Regions from separate parts of the Anas platyrhynchos genome. Here region 2 is linked to region 1. Evidence: chromatin contacts called from public Hi-C data. All regions are on one chromosome and are shown on one strand. The core of a region is the stretch at or near the end of the contact, and the rest is flanking DNA. Distances in the headings are between cores, read along the strand shown.

Region 1 (6,606 bases), core at 2,940-5,439:
GCCTCTATGACTATTCCTCCTCTTCTTCCTAACTACCTAGCTTTTAGGTACCCGAGACATTTGGTATGCGTTGCAATTATAAAATGGACTAGCTCTTTCTCCACTGTAAATGGGTTTGAATAACTTTTCTTTGCTAAGGGCCAAGAATAATGCAAGGCTTGAAAATCACTTTTCTCTTGCAAATCAATGTTACGCAAAACTCAGTGTAAACTTGCAAGTTCAGCTTGTGCATACATCACAACGTACAAACTATAGGAAATGCATATGGAACTACAAATGGAGACAGAAGGACTGTGGTACGTATACTCAACCTATTTTTTCCTTGATCTTCTCTGGTTTCTCATCAGTCCAACTTTGGTAACAGTAGAAAGGCTCAGAAATAGAAAAACACACCACAACATTTCTATACCTGGATATTATCCAGACATTCAAACAAAAATTAACATTTTTTTCAATAATTATCTGAGTAAGAACGTAACAGCTTTATGTTCATTAACTTTAGTGTAAAGAAAAGAACAATCCCACTTTGCTAACTAGTTGTCTGTAATCATTATTCAAAATACAGTTTCTACCTCTATTTCTTCACAATTTGCTTTTCTACTGGCTGATTTGATTTACTTACCGGTGTAGCGCCAGGAAGCGGTTTTCCATTGATTTTGTGTAAACACTTCTCTGCAGTAGCTAGATCTGCAAATTCTACAAAGCAATAGCCTGCTGGAATTCTGAACACAGACACAGGAGAGGAGAGAAAAGGATTTCAGATTTAAAACATTTGAGGAGGACTACTATATTTTCAGATAACTGCTGGGAAATTTGCTATAGCAGCGATATATGGGACAATTTCCTTTTCAAAATATAAACGTTAGCTACAAAGCAGAATCTAGCACAGTAATCTTGGATCTTCACTGAAGTGATAGCCCCTACTTACCAGTAAGTCAGGTCAACATAAGGACACAGAAAATACTTTTGCTCGGTTATTCCACTTCCTCCTTTCACAGACTATAACTTTTCCCACCCAAATTAAAGCAACCATAAACGAAATTACAGCATTTACAAAAACACCAGACTACGTTATCCTGTGTACAGTCACCCATTCTAAACAAACTCAAAAGGTCTTCACGTGGCTCTTTCTAATTTAGACTTCCCACCTCTGCTAGCATCATGTAGCTGCACTAGTGCAATGATTAACAGACTCGTCACTGAAGTCTTCATTCAGCCCAGAACACGTAATTCCCCGATGGACTGTATGCCATACGTGGGCCATTCTGAAGGAGTGCTGAAGCACTGCAGGATGGTTCACTGATGGGGAGGTCGAAGAGCCAGCAACTTCCTCCCCATTGCTATCATCAATACCCTCATATTGTTGGCAGCAATGGTGAAAAGCTGAAAGGGAAAATCACTCTCGTACGGACAGGACCACAGCGATGCCACGTAAAGGGCAAACAGTTCAATCCAAATGTAGAGATGCAGTGGCAGAACGAATTGAGAACAAGCAGAAAGAGTTACCCTGTCAACCTGTTTCGAATGATTTTTACACTCAGTACAAGCTCTCCCATGGTGGCAAAGGCTCTTGAAACAAAGTTTTCATCCATATACGGCTCCAGCTACAAAAGCAAAAAAATAAGTTAGATCAGGGCAACTACAAAAAGGAGAATATATGTGTCAATGTCACCCTAAGCAGTTAAAACATTATTGAGAAGTATTTTACCCTTACACTTCAAAAAGAAGACTCATTTAAGAGGGTCGATGCCACTCAAAACCAGCAGGCATGCATGAACCAGGCTCAACAGTCTGCAAAGTGGAACCCAAGAGACAGCATGAATTTCAGAGAACAGGGAGCTTTCACAGAAGGACAAAAGCCACTCAGAGACATACAGCAACAAACTGAGCGTTCACTACACAGGAGCAGGGGGGTAAGGAGATGGCGAGCTCCTTCTCTCTATGCAAACGGAGGTTGGGCCAGCACTGACAGTACACAGGTGTGGCACAGCCGGGGTGCTGTGATGAGCGGGTGGCGTGTCAGGTAACACAGCCCCCATCGAGCTCGGGTTGGGGTTTGCAGAGCCGTGCCAACCTCACGCAACCACGGAGCTCCGTGGGGCAGCACTGGGAGTCCTCTAGTCGCAGCCCGCAGCAGGTCTGTGGGTGCAGTGATTGTGTTGTGGGGTGTACGCGGGAAGGCAGCACGGTGTGTAAGAGGGATGTGATGTGGCTGCGGTCCTGTGTGAATGATGCTGAGTGTGAGTGCGGATGTCTGGATGGTGTAAGTAGCTGAAAAGCACAAAATGGCACTGTGAGTTGGACTGAATCCACGATGAAGGTCCTGGGACACGTTTAGTGGGTGAGACTGCTGGTAGGGTGAGGGTTGGACCAGATGACCTCGAAGGTCTTTTCCAACCTTAATGATTCTGGGGTTCTAAAAGGACGCCTCCGTGTAACACAAAGTGGCACGGGAAAGAAGAAAAGAGAAATGAGGATTGTGTGTGATGCCTGTGGGACAAGCAACAGGGGTACGGTGGCTGTGTTTGTGAGTGAAAAGAGGGATTGTGCACACACGGAGTTCACTCTGGCATCACGGGGGTTGGGGGTGGAAGAGGTGATGAGGTGTGGGGAAAATACAAATAGCTCCGTGTGAGTACAAATACCTATGGCCTTGTGGTGACAGCCCTGCAGCATGCCTGTGTGCATGTCAGGTACCGGGTGTTTCCTACACTCGTGTGGATGAGGGAACATGCAGACTGGTGTGGTCTCTGTGTGCACCTGACAACAGGCGGCCGTGCTGCCTTGCACGTGCAAAAGTTGGCAGATGCCCTGCTGAGGAGCGAGTGTGAAACACCACTGGCTTTTCCACGTGCAAGTTGCTGGAGGTAGCCCTGCTCTGTAGGGACGGGCCGTGCGGGTGTCCCTGTGGTGTGTGTGTGTCCACCAAAGGCAGACTCGTAGAGGCAACAGGTGGTGGCTGTTGGGGTCTGCACGTTCGTGTTCCAGAGAGTTTGTGAGAGGGGTGGCTGAAGAAGATGCTGTGGAGAGGCTGGAGGTGTCCCTTTGTGTGTAGCATGAACACGAGTGCAGAGCTGTGAGCGTGCCGGTGCTGTGAGCGTGTCCCCTGAAGCTTGTGAGCACGCAGGTGCCTAGCAGCAAGTCAGCCACAGGCTTGTGAGCGCCTGCGAGACCGCAACCACGACAGCGGTTGTTCTTGTAGGGACCTGACACCAGCACGAGGGACACTGGTGCAAGTGCCACGAGCGTGGCTGTGCCCACAGCTGGGGGGCACACGGGGGTCCCTGCGGGGGTGTGCGCCTGCCTGTGAGCCTGGCTCTGTGTGAGGTACCTCCGTGTGTGTGTGTGTCAGCCGGTGCGTGTGTGAGTGTGGTCGGCTTGGAAGCGTGTGTGTGTCAGTCAGGGTGCGTGGCGGGGTGTGTGCCTGTGTGAGGGTGTCACCGGGGGTGTCAGGGTGGGTGTCAGGGAGCGTGAGGGTGTCACTGAGTGTGTCAGTCAGTGCGAGTGTGCGGGACTCTGTGTGTGTCTGTCAGTCTGTCAGCACAAGTGTGCGGGACTGCGTGTGTCCGTCCGTCCGTCTGTCTGTCTGTCAGTGCGAGCGAGCGTGCGGGGCTGTGCCTGTCAGTCAGTCAGTGCGAGCATGTGGGACTGCGTGTGTGTCCGTCCGTCTGTCAGTCAGTCAGTCTGTCTGTCAGTCAGTCTGTAAGTCAGTCAGTCAGTCAGTCTGTCTGTCTGTCTGTCAGTCAGTGCCAGCATGCAGACCGCCCGTGTCCGTCAGTCCGTCAGTGTCAGTCAGTCAGTGCGGGGCTGTGTCCGTCAGTCCGTCCGCCCGTCAGTGCTCCCCAGCCCCCGGCAGTGCCCTCAGCCCCGGCTCCCTCCTCCTCCTCCTCCTCCTCCTCCTCCTCCTCCTCCTCCTCCTCTCCCCCCGCCTCACAAAGCCCCGCGCGGGTCCCGGCCGGACACTCACGTCCCCCATCCAGAGGCTGGCGGCCATGCTGCTCCCGCAGGCCCCGGGGCGGGCTCGGCGGGGCCGCGGCTTCGCCCTCCCGGCTCGGCCCCGCCGCTCGCCGTGCCCGCGGCCCTGCTCCGCCGCCGCGCTGCCCCCGCCGCCGCCTCCTCCGCGGCGCCCGGCGGGCGGAGAGAGCGGCGCCCCCGCCGCCACGGGCGGCCCCGGCCCGCGGCAGCGGCCCCTGGCGGCAGGAGGAGCGAGGCAGGGCGGGCGGGGGGCTCAAGATGGAGGCGGGCGGCACCGGGGGAGGGAAGGAGGGAGGGAGGCAGCGGGGAGGGAGCGGGGGTCTGGGGGAGGGATCGGGGCTCTGGGGGAGGGATCGGCTCCAGGGGGAGGGACTGGGGTCGCCGGGAGGTGGGTTGAGGACACCGGGAGGTGGTTTTGAGGCTCCAGGGGTAGGGTTGGGGCTCTAGAGGGAGGTTTGGGGACACTGGGAGGTGGTTTTGGGACACCAAGAGGAGGGTTTGAGGGGCCGGGAGGAGGGTTTGAGGCTCCAGGAGGTGGGTTGAGGACACCAGGAGGTGGTTTTGGGGCTCCAGGGGCAGGGTTGGGGCTCTGGAAGGAGGTTTTGGGGGTGCCGGGAGGTGGTTTTGGGGCACCCTGAGGAGAGTTTGAGGCTCCAGGAGGAGGGTTTGGGGCTTTAGGAGGTGGGTTGAGGACACCGGGAGGTGGTTTTGGGATGCTGGGAGGAGGGTTTAAGGCTCCGGGAGGAGGGTTTGAGGCTGTAGGGGGTGGGTTGAGGACACCGGGAGGTGGTTTTGGGGCACCAGGGACAGGGTTGGGGCTCTAGAGGGAGGTTTGGGGACACTGGGAGGTGGTTTTGGGACGCCAGGAGGAGGGTTTGAGGCTCCAGGAGGTGGGTTGAAGACACTGGGAGGTGGTTTTGGGGCTCCAGGGGCAGGGTTGGGGCGCTGGAAGGAGGTTTTGGGGGTGCCGGGAAGTGGTTTTGGGGCACTGGGGTGAGTTTGAGGCTCCAGGAGGAGGGTTTGGGGCTTTAGGGGGTGGTTTGGAGTGCCGGGAGGTGGTTTTGGGGCACGGGGAGGAGGTTTTAGGGCATCAGGGGGAGGGTTTGGGATGCTGGGATGTGGTTTTTGGGGTGTTAGGAAGAGGTTTTGGGACTCCAGGAGTAGGGTTGGGGATGCCAGGAAGTGGTTTTGGGGCTCTAGGGAGAGATTTTGGGGTAGTGAGAGGTTTTGTGGTGCTGAATTGAGGGTTTGAGGCTCAAGGAGGAGGTTTTGGGGCATCGTGAGGAGAGTTTGGGGTGCCAGAAGGAGGGTTTGGGATGCCAGGAGCAGGGTGGGGGCCCAGCCCTGTGACGACACCTGAGGTGAGGGGCAGGCCTGGGTGGAAGGGGGCGAGATGGGGCCCGGGGCTGGAGCTGAGGAGGAGGAGGAGAGGGCTGAGGGGACCAGGAGATGAGGTGAGGCCGTGCTGGGAGTGGGATGAGGGCAGGAGCACAGGACAAAGGGGGCACGGAGGCTCTTCCTGCAAAGGGAACGTGAGTTTCCAGCCCCTTCAGTAGTAGACCATGGCAAGAAAATGGGTATTACAAACTCCAGAGTTTCATGTGTGAAGACAAATACAGCAAACCTCGATATTTCCTAATTAAAAAATCAGTCTTTTTCTGAGACGGGGGTTGAATTCTTTTCAGCTCTCTAAACTGTCAGCCCAGGCCCCCACACAGCATGGGATTGCCTTAAAAAATTGTGAGGCTTTTAACCAGAGAACAGAATTAATTACTTTGTATAATTGTACATTAGATTGTGCTGTGCAAAAATATCATGGAAACTCATTGCATATCTCAAATAACTTGGTCGTAAAGGGATAACATTCCTGCCACTGTGTTGTTTTAAAAGCACTTCGGTCAATTTTTCAAGGTTTTCTTGAAAGAGCCATGGGAGGTGTATGGAATAATAAATGGTGTGGAAGGTTTTCAGCTCTCTGTTGTGGGTGGGCGACTCAGACCGCTTCTGTTGGTGCTGGCCCATGGTTTACAAAGGCACAAACAAGGACATTTGTTGGCAATGCCACCAGGAGGCCAAAGGCTCGGTGTGGTTTATTGGGGTGAGGAGATGTCTGAGCAGCCATAGCCTCTGCTCTGCGTCCTGCTGTAGGACTGGCAGGGCAGAATCACCTCAGGATCCCACATGGAGCAGCTGTCTTGGCCAAATGGGGGCTGCCCCTGTGTGCAGTGTCTGTGAGGTCAAATGCTGCCTCTTCACTCAACAGTTGTGAGATTTGGGCTTTGAAGTCATCACTCCAGCATGTGGGGTTGGATTGGGCATGGTGTGATCCTCTCTCTTTTCCAATTTACTTTGCCAGGCTTTCGGCATCAAAGGTGGCAGTTCCTGGAGCAAATAAGACCACTGGTTATGATGGAGCAGAGGTAAGCGCACCCAGAGGATCGAGGGCTGCATGCCAGTGAGCTGGTTGGTATTTTCATGCTGCCAAACACAGCAGTTGTAGTTGCAGGAGCTTCTTGTGAGCCTTGTACCCTCTTATGGAAAGGCAGGCATTGGGCATAGCTGCTGAAGCCCTGGCTGTGGCTGTGCAGTCACTGCAGCATGCCATAAATCGAGCTGATGATGACAGGGACA
Region 2 (6,606 bases), core at 1,565-4,064, 170 kb after region 1:
TTGAACTGTTCAGTGTTACCAAGGGTTTCCTAGCTTGAGGGTCCCTAAGTACTGCTGCTGCTCTGTCATTTCAGCTGTTCTCAACCAACAGAGAATTAAAGCAAGATTTTTTTTTTCCCTTAATGTGGGTTTTATAAAATAAAAACAGTTCTTGGGTCTGAAACCAAAGGAGAATTTTGCACTCCCATTGCTCTTGTTTCACATCAGCAGAATAGGCTCCTTTGTGCAGCAGAGTTCAAAGCACAACTCATAGGCGACTGTTTGCCCTGCAGGAAGATGTTAGAAGCCCAAACACCGACAGATCAAATCTACTTTGGACTCACTAAAACACAGAGAAGTCCTACTGCTTTCATCTTCCAGACCTTGCGGCTACATTGCCCTGCACATGCCGATCCTGCAAGTGCTCACACAAGGGCTAAATTAATTCCTACGGGAATCTGGGAGGAACAGGATTTGCAAAACCCCGATTCACTTTACCGAAATTCAAAACAAAACCTGTAAGGACTTTAGCCGGTCTGTTGTGGTGCTGCAGCTGATCTTTTTAATGTGCCATTCGCACTCCTACTGGTAGTCAGCGCATCGTTGGTAGTTTCAGGCAGTTCACTGTGTTCTGGATTGTGAATCACTGCACCACTACGCCCTGCATCGATGCCCTGTGGTCCCTACTTATATTCATCTGCTATCAAACTAATATCCCAGTTAAATTTACCCAGCAGTTGCTTTAAAGGTCAACTGTAAAGGACAAATTTTATTTGGCTTGTATCCTGTCTCTGCTCCTCCATGAAACAACCTCCATGTTTTGTCCAAAAGAAAGAGATTCTGAATGTTTTCATGTCAGCGAATTAGCTGCTCCTGCCTGTATTGATTTACTAAAAGACCTTTTGGAAAAAAAATAAAAAATCAGTGGAAGCTTTCTTAGAAGGATACAAATAGAAAATCTTTCAGAGAGATTTTTTTCCTCCTTGCTATGAATTTAATTCTAACTCATTTTCATTAAAACTTAAACGAAAAAAAGAAGAAAAAAATGGACAGTTTTTAAAGCAGCCACACTAATTGCTCTATTGCCTTCACATTTGCTGTGGTTCCCATCCCCTGTGATTCTGCAATCCCACCAGACTCCAACCAGTCCTCCAGCATGAAGAACAAAGTAAAGATTGGATTTATCTGACGTAAGAGGCACTTAGGGAAAATGCACTTTTTAAAAGTCTCTGAAGATCCTCTATGCATCATGAAGAATGGCACCTTTTCCTGCTTTGCAGATTACCTCCTTCCTTGCAAGCGCAACATTACAGCACATTTCTCTTCAATTAAATGGCCTGTGATTAAGCGCCAGGATCCAAATTGTCACCGCTTCCCGAGTGGAGATACAAATATTATTTATGCCCAAGGCATCAAGGCAAAAACCAACTACTCAGCACACAAAAGATACCAGCGTTTTCACATGCCTCCTAATTACACGAGACATCTCAAGCGCTGGGACTGCAGAGACATCTCCCCAGCTGCACAGCTACCTCTGTCAGAAATCAGGTCAGGCTGTGGGCAGTTTTGTTGCAGGGGAAACAGGCAGGGAGACGTGGGAGGAGTGGGTATGCACAGTGCAGTTTGGAATTATCTGCAACGTAAAAGTGAATAAGCAGGAAAGTCACAGGAGAGGGGGAGGGAGACCAGAGAGAAACAGAATCTGGTGTCAGAATCGTGTTTCAGGCCTGAGCACTGAAAGATCAAGGGGTAAATAAACAAAGAGAGTCTCATTCACTGAAATAACCCATGGGCACCAGAGAGTTAATAGGGATCTTTCCCCTCCATTTATAAAGGACTCAGGTACAACTTCTAGCTGAGTCAGCTCTGGCATATGCGAGGCAAATGGCAAAGCATTACCTAGGGACGCACAGAAAATAAAGATGTTTTCTAATCAGCACTCCATAAAAAGGAGGGCTCTGGCATTCCTGCAGCCGAGAGCGGAGCAGGTAGCAGGTAACTCACCTCTTCCACAGTCCATTTGGCCACGTGCTTGGCTGTGAGGCCCGAGACCTCTGGCAAGAGCTTGCAGTGCTGCTCCCAGCAGAGATGGAGGCGGTGGGTCGGGTTAGAGGTCAGGGAAGGCATGAAGATGGACTGGTGGAGGGCCTGCTGGAGATCGAAATCAGGGTCTGGAAAAGGAAACGAGACAAGTCAGAGCGAGTTTTCAAGTAGGAGCAATTACAACAAAAGAGGAAGGGTCACAGTCTGGAGGAAAAAGCAAGGCAGGACAAGCAGGCAGCCAGGCACTGCTATTGCAGGGCACACAGCTCTCAGGGCGTTCTCCCCCACCCTCCCAAGAAAAAGAAACCAAAAAAAGATAAGATAAGATAAGATTGCCAGGCTGGAGGCTTTATCGTTAGCTCGTTAGCTTCCTCCCAGGAAAATGATGTCACGCTGCTAACACAGAAGATGTTTGCAGCATTTTATTGACAAGGTGGAGGAGTTCTGGTAACAGCATCTTCAGCTGGAAACTAATGGCATCGTTCCAGCTCACAGCTGTAGCCAGCCTGCAAGGAGCATGCCAGCTGATGGCCTGGGCTCGCCGCCTCCCCAGGAGGCTCCCAGGCCAGGAGTGCTGCATGTTACCTCCAGACATCAGTTCCCTCCTCATGTGTCAAGTGATGGAGGCTTTAAAAAAAAAAAATCAAGGAGGAAGGGAAAAAAAAAAAAAGGGAGACAGAAGAAATCACCCCTCCCTAATGAGATCATTTGAGTAGTGCAGAGTCATGGTCCTACAGGGATTTGCCCGGTTATACAACAGGAAGTGAAGCAGAGGATGGAAACAGCATGGAAAGCATTCCTCTGCTTTACAAGGGGTACCGTGCCCCGTCCCCTCGCCCCCCAGCAGGCACGGTGCAGGCTGCCAGGCGCCATCCCGTGGCAGCAGGACCCACGTCCCGTTTTGCTGCTGTTTTCATAAACCTTCCCCAGCCACAGCACCGACAGGGCTGCTGCCTGCCTCAGATTTATTCAGTGTTACTGTGAGCAGCGTTTGCAGGACAGTGTGTGAGGACCTGTGGGGTGTGCCAGGTGCTGCTTGTAAAGCACAATGAAAGCAGTGCCATAGGGAACGTTTTGACAGGTTGCCTGCTCCTCACCAGCTGAGGTGAAAGAAGTGTTAGAGGCAAAGGTTTTTCCTCTGTCCCCTGCTGGGTCACCTCCCTTCATCGCCACCTCACTAAGGGATGCAGGACAGCATCAGATACGGGTCTCTATTTCTAATAACGAGACCAGAGTGGGGGAATTAAAACTTAAATAAATAAAGCCCATGAAAGAACTGCTCCTTAGTGCAGAAGCTGATGCTGCTGGTGATGACACAGCATGAGACATTGCTCCTGGGAGGCTGTCACCTGCTCCTCACCTTGTCTCTCCCTGTGTCCCCAGCGGCTGGCAGCAGCTGGCCTCACCCCCCTCCCCGTGCCAGGAGGTCCCATTCGTGCCAGGATCTTATGTGCTGCCACATCCCTGCTGCGTGGGCACGGCCTCGATCACAGGCTGTTCCCTATTCATTTTATTCCCTCCTCATCCTTACAGCTTGGCTTTTCTTCATTTCACCCCCTTCTCCGCCCTGAATGTCACCAGTAAGCCTTTAAACCTTTAGTCACATTGATAACACGGCAGCTCACGGCGAACAAAAAGCCTGCCTGCTGCAAAGCGTGCACAGGAACAGTGACAGGCACCTGGAGGGAGAGGGAGCCTCACAGCAACACGAACTGGAAGGCCTTTTCCTTCCCTGAGCCCAGATCCTCGGGGAAAGTGTCCAAACCATGATCTACAGAAATTATTGTCCATTCAGAAGGAAGCAGTGTCCTAATAGTTTAAATATAGATGGGATGAAAGCTCTGGGCAATCACGAAATTACAGGTCAGTGGATTATTGCAGAATTTCCCTCTACTGATTTCCATCACGTTGCTTAAGGTAAATGCGACGGGAAAGCAGACAGCTTTCCCTGCCAACTGCAACTACAGCTCAGAGCTGGCAGACTTCTCTAGCTCTGACTGCAGAAGTCAGCACAAGGTAAAAATGAATAAAAAAAAAAAAAAGCTAGGCACCTGCCCCAGTTTGTGCCTGCTTAGCTATTTTTGATTGGAGACTTATTACCATGTTAAATCCTCCTAAAAGCCTGGTCAGCTCGGTTCTCTGAAATGGCTTTTTATAGTAAATCTGAAAGTTAAGCATATGGTTTGCCAAAGTGATACCAGAAAGCTTCTCTTAAAACTTAACCTGTCAAGTACCAGAATAAAAAATACATTGTTTTTTTCACTTGATTTTCTTTTTCCTCCTTAGGAGAACCTTCAAAAAGTTACCCTAAATGATTCTAATTGTGTTTCTGAATACCCAGGGGGAATCTACTGCAAGAAGTTAACTGAACTTAGCAACTATCTGCCAGGTTTTGTCTGTGTCCCATGACACCTCTGCTCACTCTACCAGCAGAATGGTTGCAGCCGAGGGAACAACTTCCCCTTGCCATTTCAGGAGAGTATGCAGTGGTACTACAGATGATGAAGGCTCGTCTTTCTCAGTTCATAAATACAAAGCTGCACTCTAAAAAGTATTAAACCCTCTACCTCTACGCAATTTTACTCTTCTTCTTCATTTTAAAGGAAAAAAGACTACCGTTATCATAATCTCCAGGGTATGTTCTCTCTTGACCGTGGAATCAAAAACAAAAAAAGCTGTAGAGTTTTAAATTGTCCTTGGGGGTCTTGTATATTGCACATGCAAACACACACACACAAATAAATAAATAAATCAACCAACCTTTCCCATTGTTTTCCTGTTTCACCATCTGGAACTTTATATAGGCACGTGAGCACCCAAGCCTGAAAGCATCAAGTACAAAACATTTCAAATGATAACACAAACTGATAACACAACCTCCTCTACAGAAAGAGATTAACGGTGTATTTAGCAACCAAAATTATCTCTCTCTTACCATTAGCGATAAAACTACTTGTCCCTGGCCTCTCTACGCTAAGGACTGTGATATTCAGTTCATAGCTACAACTCAGATTTGAGTTCACAGTGGGAAATAAAGTCCCCGAAATAGTGGGAGGAAAGGAGGAGACTTAACAACATGTCATTCTAAAACTCTGTGCTGCAAACCTCTGATCAAACTGAGCCGTTCTAAGCTCCTGATTTACATCTGTATTTCCTATGTAGCAGCAGCATCAAGAGGCAAAACTGCTAATCCATGAAAATACCTCACAAAAATCTTATTTACTTTTTCGGTTTGGCTTTGATGTCTGCAGACGATTCCTCTTCCATCCAGTCTTTCTCTTGATTGTTTTCAGACTGTTCCGACAGACTGTGAACACTGCTTTGACATGACTTTTCACTTTCTTGTGCAGATTTTCTGGAGAGACAGATAAATGATAGCAGCTAAGCTGACATCCTCTGTTCCCTTTTCCCAGAGGAGAGGCAAAGCCAGCAGCTTCTTGCAAACAAGAGTAACAACTACCACCTAGTGGTGGAAGCCTTCCTCTCCCCCACCATCGCTACTGGCACAGTACAAAGTGCTTTTTTACTCTAGCATGGATTGAAAGAGATTATCTGAAATAATCAGCCCCTGTGGACCAAGGCTCTGATCCCAGCAGCTAGAAGAAACCCACTGAAGCATGTACTGCGGTGAAATCAAGAGATTTAAGATTTTGGAACTCTGATTCCTCTGGATAACATTTAAGACAGTTCCCGCAGCTAAGTTTGCTGCGTAAATAGAGCCACACAGTTAACCATGATAGGACAAACAGCAGAAGTTAAAAGATACGCATACTGAATTTGAACCTCCCACTATCAGGAAATTAACTAGTTAGAAAAACATAAGTATACTGCAATTTTAGATTGCCATTTATTCTAGGAGAATCCCAAAACTCCTGATAAAATTTTCAAGTAACAGTGCCATTGAAATGCAATCAATTCCATTGTCAAGAGTAGCAAAAAGAGATCCCAGCACATTGCTGGGATGAGAAGAGGCAAACTTTGGCCTGGCTATGCACACTTCAGGGGAGAGGCATTCCTTTTGTCTGACCAAACATATCTCAATAACGTTATAAATCTAAGTAAAGCAAAGAAACCTTAAAATGCATACAGGCCTTAAAATACAGAAAAGACCTAAGATATCACCAGAGACTGCCTCAGTGAGACAGAATTCCTACAGATTGTAAGTGACAATAGTGAAAGAATTCCTGCCCAGGTTTGTCCCAATGACAGACTGACTGCCTCCTGCAGCCAGTGAACTAATACGCTGTTTACCTCAATGATACTCAATTCCAAGATCTTCATGTAAGAAAATAAAACATCTGAAGGAACTCCACTTGTTTGCCAAGTGATACATACGGAGCCATTACACCTAGCAGTGTAATGCAACAGGCTCTGGGGTGGATCGCAGTTACAGTTTAATAGTGCAAAATAATCTTGCTTGACAGTTTTAGGACAGGAAATGAAGAAAAAGAATATATTTTAAATTGAAACAGCAAAGAAAAATTTATGGAGTCAGAATGCAATTTCCTTTGTTGGAATGTGACCAGAGCAGCAGGATTAAGGAATCAAGAAACCTATTAAGGCATATGAGGGTATAAAATGCAC

The links. Hi-C and Micro-C count contacts between places; a contact is called where the count stands out from the background.
Region 2: a contact with region 1 is called in a Hi-C map of subcutaneous adipose tissue, with 2.1 times the contacts expected there. The contact joins the enhancer-like site here to the promoter of TRNAU1AP in region 1. A contact is called at or near these places in 3 of 8 Hi-C or Micro-C datasets (liver, skeletal muscle and subcutaneous adipose tissue).

The regions. Positions count from the first base shown.
Region 1 is chr24:4,480,591-4,487,196 of IASCAAS_PekinDuck_T2T, forward strand. It overlaps TRNAU1AP (tRNA selenocysteine 1 associated protein 1), which reads right to left and starts at 4,190. Exons shown (of 9, transcript XM_072027411.1): 1 at 3,968-4,190; 2 at 1,507-1,604; 3 at 623-722. The coding sequence starts at 3,994. LOC139999382 (a long non-coding RNA gene) reads left to right here and starts at 5,346. Exons shown (of 4, transcript XR_011804814.1): 1 at 5,346-6,395.
Region 2 is chr24:4,655,062-4,661,667 of IASCAAS_PekinDuck_T2T, forward strand. LOC101804293 (lethal(3)malignant brain tumor-like protein 4) reads right to left here. Exons shown (of 21, transcript XM_027443810.3): 17 at 5,246-5,377; 18 at 4,783-4,844; 19 at 1,984-2,150. Among named protein-coding and RNA genes, the nearest start is that of TMEM200B, 29 kb to the left of the region's middle. Within about 2 kb of position 2,815, at least 1 of the 8 cell types and tissues checked has an H3K27ac peak or open chromatin away from gene starts, as enhancers often do. A contact at or near this core is called in subcutaneous adipose tissue, where this site is marked.